Linked DNA regions of Bactrocera dorsalis: region 1 is linked to region 2. A link is a contact called in public Hi-C data. All regions are on one chromosome and are shown on one strand. Each heading gives the region's core, a stretch centred on a gene start, on an enhancer-like site or on the middle of the called end of the contact. The rest is flanking DNA. Distances are from core to core; before and after follow the strand shown.

Region 1 (7,538 bases), core at 2,528-5,027, 77 kb after region 2:
TTCTCGTGATAAAGGGAACTGTCAACGCTTCTCTGAGCCTGATTCCACTCGAAACTCAAAAGTTCAAGCAAGCTTGTCGCTAAATTTGTTTTCTAAGGGAAAAATCGCCAAACAAACTTTTCGCGTCGCAAACAAAGAATTAGCAAACAGATACTTACTAACATAAGGAGATCAAACTTCAGAAACATAAAAAACCTAACAAAATTGGTCTTATCGATGGGGTTTGCGAGCGCGGTTTAAATTAAATTTGATCGGTTGGTATACATAATATGCACATAATAATGCCATAGGTACTTTGGTTATGCTAAATATAGATTTTGAGCACTGAACTTTTCGAAAGTAACAACACTTAACTCTACATCCTGTATATTAAGTAATATTACGAATTGCTACTCAGAAATAGAAGAGGCTAACTTATGATTATAATTCCACTTAATTCTCGAGTATTAATTGAAATATACTCCAAATTGTCTTAGATAATCTCTCCACTCAGTACTTCCGGCAACCTACTGTGGGCAAAAAATAGTAAGACTTTTTAATTTTAATTTCATGTAGAACCTCTTTCGACAGTAATGCCTTCGGTGATAATTGTTTGACGCGAGCAAGTGTGGATTAGTACTAACGAACCAAGTCCAAGACGGTCATCAACATCAACAGATGCCATCCAAAACGTCAACAAAAAAAAAAGGATTTGGTGCTTGAGAATCGACTAGTCAGAGATCTTACTGGCATTATGGGAACATCTGAACGATCAGTGAAAAACATTTTGAAGAAAAGTGAAAGCACGTTTGGTTCCAAAATCATTAAATTTTTTCGAAAAACAGTCCTATGTTAACGTCTGTGAAACAATATTTTCCAACCATTAGGTTATAATGAGTCTTTGATCTATACTTACGAATATCATGGCAGAGTTGAATCAAAGCCAAAAAACCACGTCAAAAATAAGGTCGAAAAAGATCGAGATGTAGAGCATTTCGAATTCCTTCCGACCGGCCAAGCTCTGAACAAGGAACACTATTTGAGTATTATGCGTCATTTGCGAGAAGGTTTTCATGAAAGGAGGTCGGAATTATACTTTGATTGATTGATTCTTCGTGAGGTTTTCGCCAAATTTTTAACTAATTTTGTATCACAACCGCTTATTAAGCTCCGTGTGACTTCTGACGATTCAGTAAACTTAAACGACCGCTTCGGGGAAACCATTTTGAGTCTATTGAAGGCATTGAATGCGAATCGCTACGCGCTAGACTTTAACAACTGATTCGAGAATTGCAAGAAACGTTGGCACATTGTATTGAGGCCAAGGGGATTACTTAGAGGGGGACGACCGACATAGATTTTGAAGAATTTCAAATAAACAACAAAATCTTACTATTTTTCGCCCAAAGTAGTATGCTAGTGGTGATCCCTTTACAAGGTGAGAGATAGTAGGATTTGTTCTGTAGTGAACAGTCGTTTTGTTCTAGAATCGTAGGGAAAGTTTGATGAAAGAAACCTTAAATGATAAGTTGAAGTTAGAATTATGAATTTTATTTTCAAATTCTTGTTTCGAACACCTTTTTAAGGGGTGTGAGAGCCTAAGGAGAGGCCATTTTTGGAAGCAATTTTTTTTTTAATCTAAAGCTGTATTTATTCATACATATTTGTAAAAATACACTGTAAAACTTTTGAAGAGAAAACTAGGCTGCATTGATTGCATTATTTGCATTGAATCCGTGGCTGAAACCTGAACACAAATTCTCTATAAAAATATATTATCTAATGCTAAAAAAAATTTATAAAATAAAGGCGATTTTAAAACAACTTCAGTTTTGCCCAAAATTTTGGTCGTTGGTCTCTCTAAATTTGATTTTTGATGCGATCAAAAAACTGTTAAGTCACTGTAGGGGGAATTATATACAAATCATGTAAAATTGGATAGTGATCGGATAATTTGTCTCCGGGTAAATACTCAAGCCAATTCCATGGAGCTGCTTTAACTGAGCGTCTGTGCTTTAGAAGGCTGTAACTCAAAAACTATATGAGTTATCGCTTTTAGTATATTATATTTTTAAATATTTTTATTTTAATTTTTTAATTTTACTCTAGTTGTACCGTAAATAAAAATAAAATTCCTTTCTTTATATTTTATAAAATTTTCATAGTTTTATTTTTCAAATATTTTTTAAATTTTTAATAATTTTTTCCCTTATAAATAATTATAAATTTAAAAAAATACTTAAAATAAAATTTTACACTTAGCGACCTAGGTACTCATACAAAAGTTGCGGTTTTTCAGTTTTGCTTAACAATACTAAATATAATACTATTTTTTTTTTTTTAAGTATAGACCTACTTCGCAAGTTAGCTGGGTCTTTGATTTGAATTAATTTGATTCAGTTTAACGTTTTTTACATATACAATATCACAGCGCAAAAGCAAATGCAAATGAGCACTTGACTGAATGAAGTTTATTTTTTATTTTTATTTTTTAATATAATTCTTTTTGTCTTGGTTTTTTTGCTCTTTCTTATTGCAATAATAAATACATGTTTCTATGAATGTATAAATATTTATCGAATGTTTACACTCAATGATTTAGATTAGATTAAGAAATGCAAGTCATTTACACATTTTGTCTTTAGATATTCGTGGCTTAGGTGCTAATTGTACACACTGACATACAGTTAAGATAATAAATTTAGAAATATAGTGTGAGTTAATATAAAGGGAGAGAGAGAGAGCTTGTGAGAGTTTTTGTACGTAGTCTTTCATAATCAGTTTTCGAAATAAACTCGTAATGTATTTAGTAATCATGAGAGTGCATATGGGTATGGAAATATAAGTAAGTACATCGTCACCTAAATGCAAAGCAACGTAGCATAAAAAAAAAATCGAAAATCAGTGGCAGATATAATAACCAATATATACCGATTTTATAACCAAAATTCAAATTTTTCTTCATTTTGGGTGAATGATAACCAATATATAACCGTTTTATAACCAGTATATAACCACTTTATAACCAAAACTCAAATTTTGTTTCAATATTAGTAGCTTCTATTTTAACGTTTTTTTTTCGTCTGTGAACTTGTGAAAAGTGTTGTTACGTTATTTTGCTTTTAGGTGAGATAATATGTACGTATTAAACTTATGAGCAGAGGCGCGTAACGCAATTTTCAATATTTATTTTCGTAAAATCTTAAAAAAGTTATGAAAAATTTGCTTACATTTTTATGTACAGAGTGATAGAAGATTAATTTTCAATATTTTTTCATTAAAATTTGAAGCAAAAATTATGAAAATTGTACCTTCATATTTAAGCAGAGTCAAAATTTGCCAATTCAAAAAACAAATTTTTATAACTTTTATCTAAATAACACCGCCAAATTGTTTTAATATCTGTATATTCTCGCTTTTCGAATCGACAATTTTGTAATTGAAATTAATTGTCCGGCATTTGACTCATTAAATGCAGTTATAACTTTTGCCGTCGCTGCTGGCGCGGTTTTTATCTCCTTATGGGCGCTCACATGCCGCGCCTCTACTCACGTGCTTATAAAGCTACTTAAGCTTATACACGTATGTATGTGTGTGTTTATGGATTTGTGATTTCTGCATGCATTTTCTGATATGAACAAGCATTTAGAATGAAAATAATAATGATAAGTGTGAACGAATAGGAACCAGTCAAGCAGCTTGCGCCACTTGAATGTTAATATAGCCAGTCTATATGTATTTTGAATTTAATATGTGCTTTTTTGTGCATGTAAAGTTGTATGTATGTATGTATATGCCTGCTGGTGCTGTTAATTATGATTGTGGGTGTGTGCTCGCTCAGTTATCAAAGTAATTGAGACGGTGCGATGTGTTGACTAGAAATACTACAACTATCAATTTGTGTTTGTTTACTTTTCAATTGTTGTTGTTATCGTTGTTGTTGTTGTGCATATGAAACCGAAAGTGAAAAATGAAAATGAAATTGAAAATTGAAGGCAGCCGCGCATTTGATAAGTAATTTAATGAAAATTGCCTTTTGATTTTTCATGTTGTTGCTTTTGTTGTTCCGCACATTGAACTTGAACTTGTGCAATTGTAAAAACAACAATCGCGCGTTGCGCTGCGGGTTCTATAATATATGAAACGGCATGTAGTGTAATAAATAAATATGCTTGTATGTTTGTATGTAACTGGCGAGATTTTTGCTTATATTACGTTGTTGTTGTTATTATCGTTATTGGCTTAGTTTTGCATGCAAATAATTTATAATTAAATACAAAGTGCTTTGTTTTTGTTGTAGCGTATTGGTGCAATACTACTTAATACTTGTTTGCCATTGCTGAAGCAAACGTGTTGCTAAAATATTTTTGATACTTTTAGTTGTAGATTTGTCTTATTAAACATTACTGGAATGCAGTCACTGTGCGCTAAAGAAGTAGCTAAATTCTTATACACATTTTTTCTAATACTAATAAACTCAATAATATAGTATAGCTATATAAGTATATTTGGAAGGCAATGCTTTGACCTGGCATGTTTAGACGTGCGTATGTATGCATTTAAGCAGCACGTGCGTCTAGTATGTAAAGCGAAAATTGCTTGAGACTCAAAATGTTACTTTCATATATGCAAGTAAGTAAATGCATATATGAAATTAAAATCTGTAACCTTTGTTCTTCACACACACACCGGTTCACCGCGTGTTGCGCGCATGCGCCAAACGTCTTCTGCTACCAATACCACTTACTGCACTACCATGCGCACTTTTGCGCCTATTTGCCGCGCCTCTACTGCTAGCACTATCACTGCGCTCCAACGACGCTGTAGCCGTTTTCAGCGGCGTCAAATGACCTTTGACACGCTTGTTTTTGCTTATGCTGCCAAAGTGCTTTTCCACCTCATTGAACGCCTTTGGATTGGCCATTAGCGCAATTTGACCGCGTCGCTTTGTTTGTTGACGCAGCACCTTCCACATGGTCTTCAAAAATTCGTAGTAATAATATTTCACCCACATTAAATCGATTGTGTTCGCCTCCTGCACTATATGCGGATTGCTCTCAGCGCGTCGCTTCGTGTAAAGCTTTAAGCGCTTATTCATTTGTTCGCTTGTCACTTGCGGTAACGCGCTGCCACGCAGCATACGCGGCGCTGGCATTGTGCCATTGATGGCCGTCTCCAATTCGCACAACATGTTGCGAGCGCTGATAAATAATCGTCGCAGTTCGCGTCCTGTACTATTTTCACGTTGCAATTTGGCCATATCCCAGGCGCGCTGTATGCTGCGCAAATAGGCGAATGAACCCACAAAGGATTGCATGTTGCGGTACCAGCGTTTGAGTGCGATCTGCAATGGAAGTGAAAGAGAATATTTTTGTTTAGTTAAAAAATTTAGAATTTTTCATATATTTTGTTTTATAAATTAATGAAATATATTTAAAAAATTTTATATTTAGTTTATAAATTTCGTTGTCCGGTTCAAATTTGATCGGACATTTTTTAATTTTATTTTTTTAATAATCACTCCTAAATAACTCATTTCTTTATATTTTACGAAATTTTTATAGTTGCTTTTTTTTTGTTATTGTCAGTCCGGTTCAAATTTGATCAGATATTTTTTAATTCAATTTTTTTAATTTCACTCTAGATGTGCCCTAAATAACTCGTGTCGTTATATTTTAGGAGATTTTTATAGTTGCTTTTTTTTGTTGTTGTCAGTCCGGTTCAAATTTGATCAGTTATTGCACTATATTTAATAAATGCAAATATTCACTATTTCAATGAGCAATTAAAAATCATACAATACAATTTTATCGCGCGCATTCGTAAACAGTCTATATTTGCAACCTGTTCACTTCAACAACTTTTATGTGCATACATACACGTATGTATGTATAGACATGCGCGCAAAATCAACCGTGACCTACCGCAACTTAAATGAGAGAGTATAATACCAGCACAGCGTGTGCTATAAAACAGCTGATATCGCGCTACGGAGCACAGCGGAACGTATAAACGCTCAGCGCCCACAAGCGCACGCTCTTCAGTTGTGGCGTCATCGCGCTTCCTCTTTTATAAATTGAACGCTACTAAGCGTGTTAGCGCGCCGGACAAACATTTAAGCTTTCAATTGAATATTTAGACATATTTCAATTTAAATATACTTATATGTAAATATGTATTGTATATGCATAGCTAGATTATTATTTTTGTTTTTCGTTATATGTGATGTTCATAAATAACTGTAAAATGTTAATGAAAACACGTAGCCATTGACACCTTTTTTTATCAAATAATTAATATGTACCTATTTTTTTTATATATGTATGTTTGTATGTATGTGCTTGGTTTGCTAAGTACCGTAATGTCATACGTGATGTTGATAAGTTGCCGAAGACAAGCCGCACGCATTTATACAAAAGCGCTCTGCTGTTGGCGTGAAAATTATCGTTATTTAAGACTATTATTATTGACGTACGGTATAATTTGAAGCACCTGACCGCAATCATTACCGGCGTTTGTGCCCCGTGTTTGATTAAACCGGTTTTTTTTTTCAAAAAAAAATTTATTTATTTTTAACAAAAAATACAACTTTTTGCTATAATATTTGCTGTTTAGCAATAAAAAGCACCAATAAAACATAAATTAATAACTTTTTACAATCAGCAATATTTAGAAAATTATTTTTTTTTTTATGTTAGCCATAATTTCATGCCCACCAGCTGTAGTTTAGCATGCTAATTTTTTCTTTATTTAATCTATTCCCCAATTACTCATTTTCTGGCCGCTCTCAGCCACTTGCAACTACCCCATTCACCGATTTTTGTTGCTGTTGTTTTTTTTTCAATATTCTTTCACTTTCTTATTTTATTCGCTTAAGTCATTGATTTGCGGACACTTGTTGTTTCTCCAACAGGCACACGTACATCATACATACATACAGTGTGAGATTTCGCCACGATGGCAGATAGCAAACGCACATCGGGTACACTATGAATCATGGTAAATAAAAAGTCAAACAACAACAAAATCAAAATCGACACACTGAAAACACAAACAAACAATTTCAATTAGCTTTTGGTTTTAACATTTGCTTTTTCATTAGACGCGTCTAAAACTTTCAGTGAATGTACGTAGTACATATGTTTGCCTCTCCCTGCTATGGCACAATTTGTGATGTCATAATGACTATTTTTCAATATTTATGAGCAATGGGTCCAAAACGAAATCAGTTTACCGAGTACATTGTGTTTAACAGTGGCGTAGTTTCGTTAAAATATTGGAACACTTTCGCTTTAAGTAATTAATTGCGGGTTTTTACTCAGTAAAAGTGGGGATAGTGGAGAGATTTTTCGTTTGTAAACCTTACTTTGCCTTAAATTGAAACAAACTATGCTTAAAAATGACAAGGAAAGTCAATATATCAAAAAAATAAAATAAAAATGAAATTGCTTATAATAAAATGAATGCATACTGAAAATTATTTTTTTTTTTAATTTCCAAAAGCAAAATTTTATCGCGCCTTCACCCCCACTCTAAAAAAGTTTGCCTGCGCCACTGCC
Region 2 (7,571 bases), core at 375-2,874:
ACAGCCTAATGAGATACTTCTACTAAATCTCTCTCAGTCAACCGACGATCTTACAAAACCGTATTCTGTATTTTATCGATGATTTCTAGTGTTGATGTGCGTTCGGGACGTCCTTCACGTGAATCGTCTTCAAGGCTTGTACGACCTCGTCAAAATTCCGCAACCCATCTTTCTACTGTTCTAATTTTAAGTGAACAATCATTATATACTTTTAACATTCGTTCGTGAATTTCTTTTGGTGCTACCTATTCCAAAAATAAGATTTTTATCACTGCTCGATATTCAATTTTTTCCATTGTAAAAGAATACTTTGACACAGCGACACTAAATTACTTGTAATCTAAGAATGAATTGACAGAAACTTCACATATGTAAGTTCATACCAATTGTGTACTAACAAAACAAAATAAATTTTAGGATCGCAGCAACGCCCTCTTTTATCGAACGACAAAACTTGTTGAACAACCTACCAAATGTCATATCCACTGACCCATCTCAAACTCAAGTCCTTGTATGGATAACTTTTTTATTTGACATGGGTTATAATTCTTTCATATATTTTATTCTTATTACATAATTTAGTCGAATAATATTCATGACTAACACACTGTGCAAATTGCTTAAACACATAAAGCTTAAATATTTTCGCACTTTCACCCATAGATGGCTCTCTTCTTTTGCTCTCATCGCTCTACACATAATTTATTGCCTTTTACTTGCACTTGCTGCTGCAAATTGTAGTGACCTAATTGTGCTTTTCCTGGACCAAGTGACTTGGGTCACTGCATTTAATTGCTAGAATTTGCGAGCTCGTGCAATTTCTAAGTATTTTTAGTATTTTTAATACAGTCAATAATTGTTTGCCCGTCGCAATATTTGTATTTTTGCCGGACAAACAATCATATGTATACATATATAATATGTATATCGTAATTCTGCAGAAAAATGCGAATGCCCGTGACAGTATGCGGGTTATGTGTGTCAGCGCCACTACACCCTCCCGAACACGAACTAAACATGCAACTAGTAGCTGCTGGCAATTGATATCAGTCAGGCGGGCTTTTCCAAACGTTACATATACATACTTACACTTATATTATGAGCACATTCGTCTAAATATAACTGATTGCCTGCGTGCCTAATGCAAATAAACAGCAAACAAATATGACAACGATATGCACAAAATATAAAACAACCAATTATATTTGCCTTCCCGTACGCTGAGACAGCAGCGATCAGCGATCGCCGGCATGCGACAGACGACAAGCGCCCACCATGGCGTATACACATCATCGAAAATTCGTAGAATTCTTTATTGAATGAACTTGCAGACGTCACAAAACCGGAGCAAAAAGCAAATATTCAACGAATTGTACAAATAAATCGAATTCTTCAAACATATGTACTCGTATGTATGTATATATGCATATATTATAAATACTCGTACGTATAAATTAACTTATTGAAAGCTTAACAGCGAAAAATGCTAACTAAACACGCCGTTAGCAGCTGATCGCTACACACTTGTGACTGTTTGTGCGCGTGTGTGTGGATATGTGGCGTTTCGAGCGTTTTGCCGGGCCTCTGCCTAAAGCGTTCAGCGTGCGCGCGCAAATTTTATTTTCAGCATATGCATGAATCAGCCAGTGCGCCGGTGGAATCCCCGTTAGCTTGTGCGATTGCAGAGAGTGCGCGCGGCTGTGAGCGGCAAGGTCGGCGCGCCGGTACATAAGCACGTCAGCAGCTCTTAATTTATTTTAAAGCTTTCGTACAAAGCGACGAAAAAAACGGTTCGCTTGAATTCGTATAGCAATTGCTTTTACCCAACATTGGCGAACAAAAGTTTGTGTTTGTGTGCGATTAAAATAGCTTTACGCTTTACGCTTATGCGTGAACTCAGTTGTACCCGGCTAATATAACGATATTTGTACAATCACTTTTTTCTGAGCGCATAAGCGGCAAGTGGTAGTCGGTGCATAGCTATAAATAGTTAAAAATGTGTTGAAATCGCGCACACAGTAACACAGTAATTGCTTTGTTTAGAATTTAGAAATTCTCGAGTGTGGGTACGCACAAAGTTCGTTTGCTGAATACTTTTTAATACCTTTTTGGTGGCTGCTAATTGTTTATCGAACTCAAATTTTAATGTTATGGCAATATCATTTTTTAAAGAAGTTCTACATTTTTGGGTGAAGTTAACGAATTCAGTTCAACAACCTATTTTACAAGAATTCTACTGATTTACTTTCGCATATAAAAAAAAAAAAAAATCGTTAACTTCGGCCGCACCGCAGCTATAATAGTCTCAACAGGTGCATTTCTTTTAGAAACTATGTGTTCTGTTTGTATGGAAGCTGTACGCTATAGTAATCCGATCTGAACCATTTTTTCGGAGATTATATTATTATCTTAAGCAGTCATCCATGTCAAATTTCGTGAAGATGCCACTTCAAATGCGAAAGTTTTCCATACAAACCCTTGATTCCAATCGTTCAATTTGTATGACAGCTATATGCTATAGTTAACCGATCTGAACAATTTCTTCGGAGATTACACTATTTCCTTAGAAAATAATCTGTACCAAATTTCGTGAAGATATATCGTCAAATGAGGAAAGTTCCCATATAAGAACTCGATTCCGATCGATCAGTTTATATGGCAGCTATATGTTATAGTGGTCCGATATCAGCTGTTCCGACAACTGAGCAACCTCCTGTAGAGGAAATTACGTTTGCAAAATTTCAAAACGATAGCTTAAAAACTGAGGGACTAGTTCGTATAGTGTTTAGAGCATCTATATTCTATAGTAATCTGATCTGGACAATTTGGCCAATTACTTAAAGAAATCGCACCTAATGAAACTGATTTCCATACAAGCACTTGCTTCCGATTGGTCAGTGTTTAAGGCAGCTTTATGATGTACTGGCACGATATCAGCGATTCCGACAAATGAGTAGCTTCAAAGGGTAAAAAGGACGTGCGCAAAAGTGCAGATCGATACCTCTAAAACTGTGGGACCAGTTTGCGTATACATATAGACAGACAGTAACGCGGACCTTTTATATACATATACATATAATTTATAGAACCCTCCATGTTTTTTTCTAAGTGTTAAGAGCTATATGCCAAACTTAGTACTTCCTGTTCAGCGTATAAATCACTTTAATTACTATTATTATTTTTTCTACACCTGTTTTCATTACTCATTAACATTACTTAAATACTTTTAGAACTTTTAATCATATGCATAAACAATTTTGGTTGTTTGTTCATTGAATGAGGCAGCAGTTTACTTGATTTCTATAAACAAAAACAGTAAAACAAGTAAGGAAGGGCTAAGTGCGGGTGAAACAGAGCATTTTTTACTCTCGTGACTTGCAATTATCGAAGCCGGAAAAATTATTTCCGATTTTCAATAATATACATATCTGACAGGTTGACCGGGAAAAAGTTAGTTATAGGAACTAGAATCCACATACTCGTAGTATTCGGCCGTCATCGAATTTTGGTTTTTTCTCTTTCGCTTCCTTTTTGGAACGCCATCCGCTAGATTGCTGGACAGTTTCAAAGTCATATTCATAAACCCACGTTTCGTCGCAAATAATGATGGGTTTGGTGAATGTAGGGTTCCCAGCTACGTTATAGACCATCTTTTTTCCGACTTCTGCCATAGAGACGAATGAACTAATGCCCTTCTTTCAGCATATTATATGAAAAGCCGATTGTACCCTTTGTTGTCAGTCTTCTAAGCACTAAGCACACCTTCTTCTTTAATAGTGTTTAAAACAGTTTCAATATTTTTTAACTAATCAATCTCCAATTACATTCTAAGGATATTCATGTGGGTTTAATGAATTCTTAATTGTATCCGAGAGATATGTACTGGATCTTAATTCATTTCCAACTGTACCCTCTCCGGGTGTACTCTTTTTAAAGATTACTCGCAGCAATTTTAAGAAGGCAAATACATATTTACAAACAACTTGTTGTACACTGTACATACATACATACTGACATTTCGACGCTGGCTTCTGCTCGCTTTTGCATTCATTACTTTGAGTGTGAATGTTATGTCGCTCGCGTAATATCATTATTATTATTATTACTCGTATTGTTCAACATGCCGCTTTGTGACTTGTTAAGTGTGCTATCAATGACTTAGAGTAAAGACAATAACAAAGCAATAACAAAAGCAAAATAAACAAATAAATGCTTAATTGTATAAATGAATAAATAAATAAATATGTAAATATGCAATATCGGCGTTTTCACTTTCTGTTTATATTGCTAAGTGACTGGCTGCAGATTACGCGAATATACATACATATATACAAGTACAAGCATACACAAATGCTCACTAACTATTTATAGTGCTTACAAGATTGTTATTGTTATTACAAAATTTGTATAAATTAACTTAATTGCTGTCAAACTAATTTGAACTTTATAAATAATTATTTTAATTTGAGGTTATCACTGAAGCCATAAGATCAACATTTGACAATAATCCTTGATAAGGCATATAGGATCATAAATATTATAGAAAAATGTCATTTTGTTAAAAATATATTGCTATAAATTGGTACTTAACACTGATACAAGAATATGATTTGATAACAGCAAATGTTAAAACAAATTCCTTAAATAAGAAATAGTTTAATATTCTTCGGAAAAACTCAAAGAAAATTCACACAAATTAAAGATAATTCACTTATCTTGACAGTTGCTAATGACTTTCCTCAAAACCGGCTCATGACAGCTGTCACAACCGCGCAAGTCGCTACACTCCAATAAAAGTAGAAACACACACAAAAAGTAAGCAATTTAATTCTCACTTACGCTCTCTACACATGCACATGATAAGCATACATAATTGCTTTAGATCGCACTGTAAAATGTCACACCGAGTGCAAAAAGTCCCCTGCCAATTACAGATGCAACGCATGTCTTGGGCTTGCTTGACTTATAGCGTAGAAAATTGCATATCTTGTCATTTATGCGTTCAGTTTTCGATAATTGAGATTTATTTATGGACATAATTTTAATTAAGTGCATGTGAGCGCAATTAATATTAATTTTTAATTTTTTTTTCGTGAGCGAATTTTGAATATAATTATTTAATTTATTATAATTTTAAATATATACTTACTCTAAATTATTCTATAGTCAATAAATAAAGGCAACTTAAGCAATGTTATTGTCATACTTTAAACAGGGCATATTAAGTTTGCAAAGAAGTTTGTAATACGCTTGGGAAAACTTCGGAAATCCTGTAAAGCTTATAGCATATAGAAATGAGCACCGTGACAAGCTGATCCATTTCAGTTAGGTTCGTCTATCGGTCTGCCTTCTCTCAAGAAATAGACCTGATTTTCGATTCACACACATCTTTTTCTCACCAAGACCCCGTTCTTTTGTCGTGACCATCGATATGGACATACTACTATTGAAGGGTACAAAATAGATATTCATGAATAAATAAATAATTTTTGAAAATACACAAAATTCGCGATACTTTTTGAACACACCTCGTACATATCTGGCACACGAGTTGAATGTTCAAAATTTGCATGGAAACCTTAGGCATAGATTACTGTTCAAGAAAATACGATAATATTCTAATATATTCTTCTTCTTCTTTAATGGCGTAGACTCCGCTTACATGATTATAGCCGAGTTTACAACAGCCCACCAGTTTTTCTTCCTTTTCGCTATTTGGCAGGTCCTTTTTCACCAGAATTTTCCAACAAAGCGGAGAACTTCCTCTTCCTCTACTTCGCTCAACGGTTACTGCGACAAGTACTCTCAAACCTGGAGTGTTTTTATCCATTCGGTCGACATGATCTAGCCAGCGTAACCGCTGTCACTTAATTCGCTGAATTATGTCAATCTATAACTCATACAGCTCATTGTTGCATCGATATTCGCGGTTTTCAATGCGCAAAGGACCATAAATCTTCCTCAGAACCTTTGTCTCAAAAACTCGTAACGTAGATTCTTTAGATGTTGGCATCGTCGCTGCCTCTGACCATATAGCAGGACGGGAATAATGAGTGACTTATAGACTTTGGAGGACTTTACTTCTCAATTGCCTACTTAATATGAAGTAGCACCTGGTGGCAAGAGATATTCTTCGTTGGATTTCGACGCTGGCATCGGGAGTCTCCTTGTCGGAAACCCCGTTTGGTATCGAACGGCTCGGAGAGGTCTATCCCGATCCTGACAGATCTTTTGGTATTTCGAAATGTCATTTTATACGTCCGTATTAGTTTTGCGGGGATACCAAATTCAGACATAGCGGCATAAAGTCTACGAAGAGATGGTGTGTGTCAATCCTCTTTCATGGGTCTTTTCTTAGATTTGGCGCATAGCGATTATCTGGACAGTTGTTGATTTTTCAGGCCTAAAGTCTCACTAATAAGTTGCAATCTGTTTGTTGACGCTGGGTTTTTATCACACACAATAGGCTCGATAGAACCTTTCATGCGATGTTGAGGAGGCTTATTCCAAGATAGTTGGCGCAGTCTTCCTATTTGCGGATTGTGCCGAGCACACTTAAATTGCAATCGTTAGGCATGCTGTCATCCGAACGTATTCTACAAAGAAGCTAATACATGGTTCTTATGAGTTCTTCGCCGCCTTATTTGAATAGCTCGACCACAATTCATCGGCCCCACCGCTTTGTTGTTCTATTCGAACTTCTTCATGGTCGGGTAGACCTTACCACTATAGCATGTTTTTGACATACAAACTTAAAGTATGATTTTCATAATAGATATATCTTCCTTATTAAGTAACCTCTACTTTACTTCGAGGCTACAAACTGCGGTACTTCTGAAATTTTAAGTGTAAAAATAATTCAGACGAAAGACTCAAAAGATTTTGAAAAAAGTACAGTTAGATCACTTTTTATGGTAGTCCTGGCTGTCGCTTAATTTATGCTAGACACACTAAACACGTTATTAACTCCCTGAGGAGATTTGCATATAAAATTGACTAATATTTATATTAGGATTTGAAAACTTAGCAGCACAAATGTATTATTTTAAGCACTACTTGGTATTTGGATTGTGGTTATGGTGTTTATGTCTGCTTTATGTTTTATAATATTTTGGTTTTGGTTAAATTTATCTTCATCTCATCCCACATTATATTGCTCATTTGCCTTTCGCTTTAAAACATATTAAGAAATGCTTATGTATCTTCCCATACTCCTAATATCAATAATCTATTCGATTATAACATAATTGTAATAACAACAACAAAATATAAACAAATCAACAAAATTAAATTCCAGCTCACTTTAAGCACTTGGCACAAGCATTTGCAAGTTTATGCTCTTACCGTTGACCGTTTACTCGGCAACGCTTCCAATGCCAACAAAAATACTAGTACATTTAATTCAAATAAAATTGACAACATAACCAGCACTAATCTCCAGCGACTAGAGCATCTCAATAACTCACTTCGTGGGATACTCTGTGATATCCAAATGGCTGCCACCTCATTGAAAGGTCGTCCAATTAATACAACAATAGATGTTGTTGCAGCAAATAAGCGAATACAACTTA

Evidence for each region. Hi-C and Micro-C count contacts between places; a contact is called where the count stands out from the background.
Region 1: a Hi-C map of whole body shows a contact between it and region 2, with 4 times the contacts expected there. The contact joins two enhancer-like sites. A contact is called at or near these places in 2 of 2 Hi-C or Micro-C datasets (both in whole body).

What each region holds. Positions count from the first base shown.
Region 1 is chr4:43,413,099-43,420,636 of ASM2337382v1, forward strand. It overlaps LOC105223634, which reads right to left. Exons shown (of 4, transcript XM_029549206.2): 4 at 2,121-5,323. The coding sequence ends at 4,673. Among protein-coding and RNA genes, the nearest start is that of LOC105223634, 10 kb to the right of the region's middle. Within about 2 kb of position 3,778, the one cell type or tissue checked has open chromatin away from gene starts, as enhancers often do.
Region 2 is chr4:43,337,802-43,345,372 of ASM2337382v1, forward strand. It overlaps LOC109579391, which reads left to right. Exons shown (of 4, transcript XM_049454536.1): 4 at 7,298-7,571. Among protein-coding and RNA genes, the nearest start is that of LOC109579391, 15 kb to the left of the region's middle. Within about 2 kb of position 1,625, the one cell type or tissue checked has open chromatin away from gene starts, as enhancers often do.